2 separate regions of the Anas platyrhynchos genome follow, and region 1 is linked to region 2. The links are chromatin contacts, called in public Hi-C maps. All regions are on one chromosome and are shown on one strand. Each heading gives the region's core, a stretch centred on a gene start, on an enhancer-like site or on the middle of the called end of the contact. The rest is flanking DNA. Distances are from core to core; before and after follow the strand shown. Region 1 holds the start of LRRC28 (leucine rich repeat containing 28). Region 2 overlaps LOC101796143 (protein FAM169B).

Evidence for each region. A called contact is a pair of places that touch in the nucleus more often than the background predicts.
Region 1: a Hi-C map of subcutaneous adipose tissue shows a contact between it and region 2, with 2.4 times the contacts expected there. The contact joins the promoter of LRRC28 here to the enhancer-like site in region 2. A contact is called at or near these places in 2 of 8 Hi-C or Micro-C datasets (liver and subcutaneous adipose tissue).

What each region holds. Positions count from the first base shown.
Region 1 is chr11:21,320,628-21,325,435 of IASCAAS_PekinDuck_T2T, reverse strand. It overlaps LRRC28 (leucine rich repeat containing 28), which reads right to left and starts at 2,906. Exons shown (of 11, transcript XM_027465896.3): 1 at 2,790-2,906; 2 at 2,095-2,238; 3 at 221-449. The coding sequence starts at 388.
Region 2 is chr11:21,035,878-21,040,725 of IASCAAS_PekinDuck_T2T, reverse strand. LOC101796143 (protein FAM169B) reads left to right here. Exons shown (of 9, transcript XM_027466224.3): 2 at 4,731-4,848. Among named protein-coding and RNA genes, the nearest start is that of PGPEP1L, 10 kb to the left of the region's middle. Within about 2 kb of position 3,330, at least 5 of the 8 cell types and tissues checked have an H3K27ac peak or open chromatin away from gene starts, as enhancers often do.

The DNA of each region.
Region 1 (4,808 bases), core at 1,657-4,156, 290 kb before region 2:
GGGAATGGCATAAACTTTCATTTATTACACTCTACATCACCCATGCAAGTTAGAACATAATACAACCGCATGCTTGTAGTGCGCATCAGATGACATCAACAAGGATCAGACTTGCTAAAAGATCATTATCTTTTTAAATTCTCTATTTTTTTTCTCTGTTCCAAAACCAGAATTTATAAACACACAGACAGTAAACATCACAATAAAGAGGTTGTCGTACCAATGTGGTCAGGGAATTTCTTTTCATATAAAGTCTCTCCAAGTACTGCAGCCCCTCATCCTTCAGTAACTCCAAAGGAAAGTGATGGAGATTTCTGTAATTTAAGAACAAGTTCTTGTGCCTTTCCAGCTTTGCCTCAGAGATTGTTTTACATAGTTCTGATGCCATGACTAATCTTGTTCCAAGCACTACATCTAGTGCACTGCATCTTCTGAAAACAGGCCCATTTCTAGGAGACAAGAGGAGCAAAAAAAGACAGTATCAAGGTTTATGTCACGCGTTCTTTTGTGGAAATAGTTATTACAGCTGATAGTCTTTCAAAACACACTTGTTCCTATTAATACATAAAGTACCCAGAACCTCCACACCACCAGTTATGCCAGAAGCAAGTTTTTGACTATTTTCTGCATAAAGTCTCAGTATTCAGACCAGCACTAACAAGATCTTAAGACATACATAATCACACAATGCTTCTTTTTTCCCTGGTCATTTTCCATTGACGTTTTAGACAGTTTTGTCAAAGCTGACATCACCAAAAACGAAGGAAAAAACCTCTCTCCTAAGCACTACTGACGTTCTACATCTATTCTGTAGAGTTACGAAGAATCCATGTATCTTAAGCAAAATAAACACTTTATCAGAGGACACATGTTTGGATCACTTAAAACAACTTCATGTAGATTTTAAGAAGGACTGACAAAAGGCTACAATAGTTTGCTAAGCTTCTGCATATAAAACTATCAGGAATATTTATGAGTTGCATTTGACGTTGAAGATGGACAGCAAGCATGACCATTTTGAAACAGCATAGCGGAAATTCTACAGCAAGAAAATTTAGTAAGAGCTAGATGTGACTGCAGACTTTCAGCTGTCTTAACTAAAATTAAGAACAGAAAGAACAAGGCATCAAGCTTTAACTGACGTCAAAGCCAAAAACCAAAGTACGAATAAAAGCTAAAAATTAACCTGTATCTGACACCAGACTTTATTTAGCTTCTTCTGCAGATATAGCCAAAATTCTAGTCATTCTTACATTGTGTAGATTTGGGTAAGAGCAACATTCAGTCTTTTCAACTGTCTCAGGACTCAAGAAAACATCATATATCCAGACCATTTATAAATCTAAAGTTGGAGGTTTGCTACAGAGTTGTGTGTATAAATTCATTTACATTAAAAAAAAAAAAAAAAAAAAAGAATTGCAACTGTTTTCCACCAGTAAAGTTTTTCGTTTTAGCTTATTCTTTCACTAAGAGATAGCTCATAACACCTACTGGAAGCTTAAGTATAGGCTTTCTTGTTGATAACCCTATCTGATTATAAGGTAGCCACTGGAAATAAAACTCAGCTGGAGACTGAGAACCGGACCATCCATGTAGACCAAACTACTTGATCAGTTCTAGTATTTCTCTTGATTCGCAGCTAAGTGGCTTTTATCAATGACCTATGCCCTTCTGGAAGAATACAGCAATTTTTTTTTCATTGTGTGACATGCATACTACTAACAACTCGGATGTAATATCCTGCACTCCTCTTCTAGTCCTAAACTATCCCCAATTCAGGAAACACTAAGACCAGTTCTGTAAGCAAAGGTCTAACATTTTCAGAATTCTTTTTAAGATTCCAAAGTATTGGGCTAACTTAGGTTAGGCTAAACAGTTTTCATGAGAAGAAAAATCGCTGTAACAAACAGTTGCCTCTATCGGCTGTCACTTTCAGGAGACAGCATGCAGGTACTGCTGGCCTGTGGCACTAACTATACTGAAGCTCTCTTAGTTCAGCGGGTAGAGGAAACAAACTCCACATCTGTGATCAGCTTTAAAATAACTCAAGGAGGCACATCAGAATTTTTAAGTCTGTGAGCATTTAAGCACTACCTGCTGCTACAGAAGAAACAGTGAAGGAAAGCTCATCCTCCCTGATAAGTATGAAGCAATCTCAGGCACGATGACTGCTTCTGTGGAGATCATGCCTCGCTCCCTGCTTTTTCCATTTAAAAGCATGGCTTTTAGTTTTTATTTCTGCCTTTAAAAGAACAAAATATTAGGTCAGAAAACACACAGACACCCCAAAGCTTTCCGCCTTCTCCATGGATCACATCTCCATGCTCTGAACTTGCCGAGGCTCCACGAACCCCTTGGACCGCGTTTAGCCGTGGACACACAGCTACAGCCCGTGCAAGCCCAGAGCTGCCACCACCACACAGCTCTATTTTGGCTGTTACCCCGAAGGAAAACCCTCCTGGCCGCTTCCACCGGCAGCCAACCCTTTTTATTTATTTTTTTGCCTCTAAATCCCCTTCCCGCACAGGCAGCGGAGCAGAGCCCGGCGGAACAGGCGCCCCCAGCCTCCACAGGGCAGGAGCAGCCGGGCTGAGGCGACTGAGGCCGGGCACAGCGAGGGGTCGGGCCCCCGGCCTCGGCCCGGGGAAGGCTTCGCACCCACACCGCGGAGACAGCGCCGAGCCCGCGCTCTCCGGGGGGCCGGCAGCGGCCGGGGCGGGCAGCGGGGGATCCCCCCGTCCCCACCGCGTCCCGCCCTGCCCCGCTCCCGGCGGCCGGCGGCCACTCACCGGCGGGCGGCGGGCAGCACCTCGGCCCCCTCCGCTCGGGGCCGCCGCCGGCTCCGAGCACCTGAGGGCGGAGCAGGGCGGGCCGCGGCCGCGCGAGAGCGCCGCGCAACTCTCGCGAGACTTCCCCCAGCCGCCCGCTCCCGCCCGCTCTCCCCTCTCAGCCAATCGCAAGGCGTGCCGCTGCGCGGTATCCAATGGGAAGTTCGGTTCTGTCAGGGCTTGGAGGTCCGGCAGCGGCCAATGAGGAGCCGGATCGCCTCAGCGCTTGTCCCGCTTCCTGCTGTGGCGGGGCTGTGAGGGGCAGAGGGAGCCCAGTGGGGGAGCTTGGCTGTGCTGCTGGCTGCCTGGCCGAGCTGTTTAACACACCAGTTATCCCTTCCTAACAGATTTCAAAGGAAAATATCACTTGCAAGAAAAAGTTGTGGCAAAATTCCCTTTCCCCCTCTAAATTTTGTTACAGCTAATGCTACTTTTTCTCTGCTGACAGCAGACGAGACCCTTAGACAACATACCTACGCCCCCCACCTCACATTGTCCCCATTTTTACCTCTGATAGTTGGTCCCGAGGAAACTGAAGCGGGTCTATGCACTGCTCACCTGGTTTTGGTTTTAAATGTACATGTAGAGTCACTCCCAATACTTAAGACCTATCCTTAGGAAGGTCTTTTTGTTATGTCAGTGTTCTAATGCCAGCAAATTCCCTAATGTTCAAAATATTAAACGTTACTGGGTATTAAAAATTCTTAAATTATTGTTTGCTGATTAGGTCCATAAACCGTCGAAAAAAAATAATAATCCCAGTTTCTTTCTATTTCCCACAGACTGGTTAACATAAATTTATTATTATTTTTTCTGCTCACAGCAACAAAGGAGCTACAGAGATGAGAGCAATGCTAAAATGTCTTCGGTTCTGCTCTGTCATGAAAACAAATTCAGCTCTCAGAGTATTTCTGTGGTCATTATAAAACAATTTCCGCGGGGATTCAACATAAACTGCAGAATCAGTTTGCAATCACTGAAACTATTAAAGATTTTGATGATATATATAAAGTACTGGATTTGTCAATATTCCAGGGGAGAATTTTAAAACTGACAATTTTAAATCATAGTTTGTAATGTCTCTCTCTCTCTTTTTTTTTTTTTGTGTGTGTGTGTGTGTGTGTGTGTGTGTATGTGTGTGTGTGTGAGAGACGGTTCCTTCTAGCAGTATTTTAAAATGTCTTCTCACATTTGACAAAAAAGAGTAACATACACGAATCCCTCCAGACTGCTTCTCAGTTAGCAGAAGAGTAGTCTTTGTAGAAAAAGATGAACTGTTCTTTGCCAAGACAAACAAACGAACATCCTCACCCACCTCAACTATATTACATTTTCTTCCTATCTGCTAGGAGATCTCACTCTCTCTCCCGCCTTTCCTCCTGCAGCAGTGACTCAGGATTCTCCATTGTCTTGCAGAGCCTGCAATTGTCACGCTCACTCATTCTCAGTCTGATTTTTTTTTCCTCAACTGATGTGATCACACCTCCCAAGCTTGTGTCATCAAATTCTGTGCTGTGCTTCTAAAAAGCGCTGCTCTCTCCGATCTGAAATCTGATCTTTGAAGCTCTGATCCTGCACAGCACAGGTGTAAAGTCTTGCCTGTGTAGTCACAAGGCTAAAAATGATGAGCAGAACAGGAGCATTGGAATCTGTTCTTCCATTAAGGAGAATGCTTGCCGCATGGTTGCCAAGTCATTCCCATCCCATGAGTGAGACTAGTAGGAAACCCTTCACTAAGTAGATGGGTTCTTTTTCTTTACCATAGTTTAATTCTTAATTTTGTGCTTCTAAGAGCAGGTAAACCAAGGGCTCAAAATTTACATCGTTCCCAGAAGGATGACTGATCTCATCTGTGCCTACATAGAGAAGCTATTAAAGCTTGTCTTGAAGTGCAGCAGCTTTATAGAAGTAGATCTATTTAAGCTGTTTGCAGTTGCCAGTGTCATCAGTTGGTTTACTGGAACAAATCCAGTAACTGGA
Region 2 (4,848 bases), core at 2,081-4,580:
TTTCTAGCTCAAGATAGAGTATTGTCTTCTGTTTTGTGCTTCCAGTTGTTATATATCTGCCTGATGCAGGATGTCAGGATGCCAGTCAGATCTGTCTGGATTCACACGTATTGATCTTTTTGGATCCTAAGCAAACTGCTCTTTGTCTGACTTTTACCTCTACAAGAACAACATTTGTCCACTTCATGAAGCACCCATAAAATCCAGTTCTCTGTTCTGGAGGAAATCGGAGGTGGATTACAAGTGGGGTTAGACAAAAATTGAGTTTAAGGATCAGGGCTGGAACGGGGGCCTTGGTTTGTGCTGATCAGCAGAGGAGCGTGGTGGTGTAGGCTGAGGGAGGTGCCTCTCAGTGCTGTGAGTGTCCCCTAAGGATGATGGAGCACAGGCAGTGCCTGGCTGCGTGTATAGCTGCAGCTTTTCCTTTCAGGTACCAGATTCTTAGCAGAAATTGATGGCACAGCACCAGAGTGAGCAGATGCACTTACACGTAGTAGCTTGAGTACGCAGCCCAGCCTGCTCCATGGAAACAAACGAGAGCAGAAGCAGAATTACCACGTTAGTTTGTGCTTTAAAATCCATTTTATATGCTTGAGATGGAAACATGGCCATCAGATTTCTATTTCAATTCCTTCATTTTTCTCTGGATGAGTCTTTTTTTTTTTCCAGTGGAGCTGTGTACACTTCCTCCTCTTTCCCTGGACACTGGAGCTCCCGAAAACCCCAGATTTGGACTTGTCTGTTGGAAACCTGTCCTCACACCACTGTTGCACCAGTCCATGTGATGCACTCACCCTCTTTACCAGCGTTGGCTATGTACGATGGCAGCCTCCACTCCACTCCTCCAGTATGAATGCCTGGAAGCCCTGTAACGCAGTAGGCCTCCCGTTCTACATTTACTCTGCTCCTGGTTCAGGGCCCTCGCTCTGTGGCTGCAGCAGGAGGCCCCTTTTTTATGACTCACCCCCGCTGCCCCCCTCCGCTCCCCTGCTCCTTCCCCGCCCAGACGTAACCCTTTGTGCTCGGGGCTGTTTCTCCCTAGCTGTCAGGCTGCTACAATGGGCTCTTTTGTTGTCGCTACCTAAGATCAGATTCATATGAAATCCTCTAATTCAAATTGGGGTAAAGGGCTGTCCTCGGCAAATTGCAAGTCTGGGATCCCTGGATGCTGGTAGGGGCCTCAGACCAAAGCACTCGCAGGAGAATAGCTGCTTTCCTTTTAAAGCAAAGTTAAATTATTTTGCAATTGATTTTGGAACCTTTGTAATGTCCTGCTAGCCAGCAATAATTACTGCTGTAGTCAAATGCCTAATAATTATAGTTATGGTTAGACTTTGTCACTTTTTTTGTTTGTTTTTATAGAAAAAATGCATGTGAAAGGGGCATACATGGAAGAGGCAATATAGCTTCTTTGCTTTGTACTGCGGAAAGCTTCAGTTAACATAAACTGAAGCTACCTCAGTGATCTTTCTCCTGCCCTGGCGGCTGAACAGCCCTAGTGGTTGTGCACAGGTGTGCAGGTTTTGGGGGATGTTCACAGAGCCCAGCCTTAGCACAACTGACTTCTTGAGGGCACTCCAGGGCACCAAAAGTTAGACACCTGCTCCATATTGTCCTGAAGGATCCCCCCTTATTTATAGAAGTTGGGACAGATTTGTTTAATTCATGACCCTTTATAGGAACACGTGCTTCTAACATACTTAGCATTTTCAGAATATTACACAGGAAAGACAAGTTAAATGAAAGTCTAAAAGCAATTTTTAGAGAAAAAATTAATCTGTGGAAAGCTGTATTAAGGCAGTGTTGATCATAAGTTTTCTCTAATGCCTCATCATTTAATTTGTGACAATATTTCATTGTTCAAATGGATCTCCATTCCCTTAGAATACCAGTAGATTAGGTACCAGAAAGCTAGTGTAAATTTGAAGGTGCTGGTTGTTTTGTTCAGTGAGGAGACAGCTTTAAAGTGCTTATTCACAGAATCACAGAATCACAGAATCTCTAGGTTGGAAGAGACCTCAAGATCATCGAGTCCAACCTCTGACCTAACACTAACAGTCCCCACTAAACCATATCCCTAAGTTCTACATCTAAACGTCTTTTGAAGACTTCCAGGGATGGTGACTTAACCACCTCCCTGGGCAGCCTGTTCCAATGTCTAACAACCCTTTCAGTAAAGAAATTCTTCCTAACATCTAACCTAAAACTCCCCTGGCGCAACTTTAGCCCATTCCCCCTCGTCCTGTCACCAGGCACATGGGAGAACAGGCCAACCCCCACCTCGCTAGAGCCTCCTTTAATATACTTATACAGAGTGATAAGGTCACCCCTGAGCCTCCTTTTCTCTAGGCTGAACAAGCCCAGCTCCTTCAGCCGCTCCTCATAGGACTTGCTCTCCAGGCCCCTCACCAGCTTCGTCGCCCTTCTCTGGACCCGCTCAAGCACCTCGATGTCCTTCTTGTAGCGAGGGGCCCAGAACTGAACACAGTACTCGAGGTGCGGCCTCACCAGAGCCGAGTACAGGGGGACGATCACCTCCCTAGCCCTGCTGGTCACAGTGTTTCTGATACAAGCCAGGATGCCGTTGGCCTTCTTGGCCACCTGAGCACACTGCTGGCTCATATTCAGCCGACTGTCCACCATCACTCCCAGGTCCTTCTCTGCCTGGCAGCTCTCCAGCCATTCCTCTCCCAGCCTGTAGCTCTTCTTGGGGTTATTGCGCCCCAGGTGCAGGACCCGGCACTTGGCCTTGTTAAACTTCATACAGTTGACCTCAGCCCATCGGTGCAGCCTATCCAGATCCTCCTGCAGCGCCTTCCTACCCTCGAGCAGATCGACACACGCACCTAGCTTGGTGTCATCTGCAAACTTACTGAGGGTGCACTCAATGCCCTCATCCAGATCATTGATGAAGATGTTAAAGAGGACCGGCCCCAGCACCGAGCCCTGGGGGACGCCACTAGTGAATTAAGTTGCTTTGGCCTAGCAGTGGCAGGATATAGCCTCGTAAGCAGCATCTCATGAATGTTATTTATCAGCATGATCAATATTTTTCTTTGTGCTAAACTTAAGTCTTATATGTTGCTCTTTTGTTAAAAAAAAAAATCCTAGGAAGTTTACTTCAGTAAATTACGTAAGTTTTAAATAATAATGTTTAATTTCTGCCTTATTTCTTCCTTCCCTTATATGGCTTCTTTGCTTGGTGGTGTTACCCAGCATGGTGGGGAAGGTCGCTGCAGAAAAAAACAGCTGCTAGTGCTAAATACTGGCTGGGATTTTATGAAGTGACTCAACTTGCCGGTGTTGCAATGCTTCTTTCTCCCATCTTGTGACAGCGGAGCAGCTTCTGTTCAGCAGTCTGACTGCAGAGCTTTGCTATCAAGCCTTATCAGGATGTAAGCTGATTGCCTGCAAAGGGCAGGGAAACAGTGTTTAAAGTATTTTTAGCTGTGCTGGGTCATGGTGCATTATCAGTTGTAGTTTCTTACTTTTTGGTAAGGAATCGGTTACTGAGCAGTGCTGGGACAGAACAGTGGGGCAGTGGATGAAGTCTCACCTGGTACTGCACGTCCCGTGCTCCTGTTTTTACACGGAAAGGTGGAGTTTTCAGTATTGTACTTTCATGATCCATAGTTTCTGAATCTTGATATAAATAGCTCCTACAGTGGCCCTCAGAAGACTGTTGTCTCAGCCATTTACTTTGCACTTAGTATCAGATTAGTTATTTCACATTAAACTTGGGTCACAGGAACTGCCATGTGAAAGCAAACCTTTATTAAAAATGGAGGATTTAGAGCTAAGACTCAAACTATAGCTGTGAGGTAGAAGATCTTGTCCTCAGTTTGGGCCTTATAAGAGTTGCAGGCATGGCTTGTTGATTGAAATGATCTTAAATTGCAAATATTTCCTTTCTGTGGCAGGTGACTGGCAGAATACTATTTTGACTGCTAACCCATTGCCTCTAATGTTCTTCAGCTGGTGATGAACCACCAATCAGTCTGATTTCTTGTATCAGAAAGAGGATGCTTGGCTTCTCCTGGAATTTGCATTTACGTAGCAGGCATCAGATGTATGTAATTTTTATTTGCATGCAATTAACAAATACCTTGCATGAATCCTACAGTATTGAGGCACGTGGATTGAAAGTTATGTTGCATAAAAGGTTGTAGTTGTTATTTTGGGAGCCCTTCTGTGGGTAAATATTTTGGTATTTTTTGACATTACTCAATTGTTGTAAAATTGCCCGATTGAAATGGCAGAAAAAAAAAAGAGAGGAGGAGATAACTAACAATATACTACAGAGCACGAACAGGCACATAAAGGGGCAGCCTTCCAAGAAACTGTGGAAGCTTTGGAATTCTGTTCCTGTTGTATTTGTGGACAGTACTAAAATTCAGGCTGTGCTTTGAAGAATTTTCTTCTTACAGCTTTAAAGCGATTTACTTACACCTAGAGAAATTTAAAACTCTGCTTGTTGAATTCAGACGAGGCAAATGTGATTTGATGCTGTCATGGTTGTACTTTGTAAAATTGCATGTCAAGAGGTAGATAGCAAATAGATAGGATTTTACCAGACTTCTTGTTTCAGATTACGATTACAAAAGGCTCCAATGGGAATGATGAGGGCCCATTTACAAAAATCAACTGCTGAGAAAACTGTGGTTTTAACATTCATATTTATTAGCTCACTTTAAAACTAAAAAATATCATGTGTTTTATTTTAACTGCAGGTTGCCTTTACTTGGTAGATACAGTAGTGGGAGATCCAGAGGCTCTGCAAGCAGATGCTGAGGCATATTATGAAAAACTCTTGAAGCAGTCATCATCCACTCGTGATGTTTTTTCTAT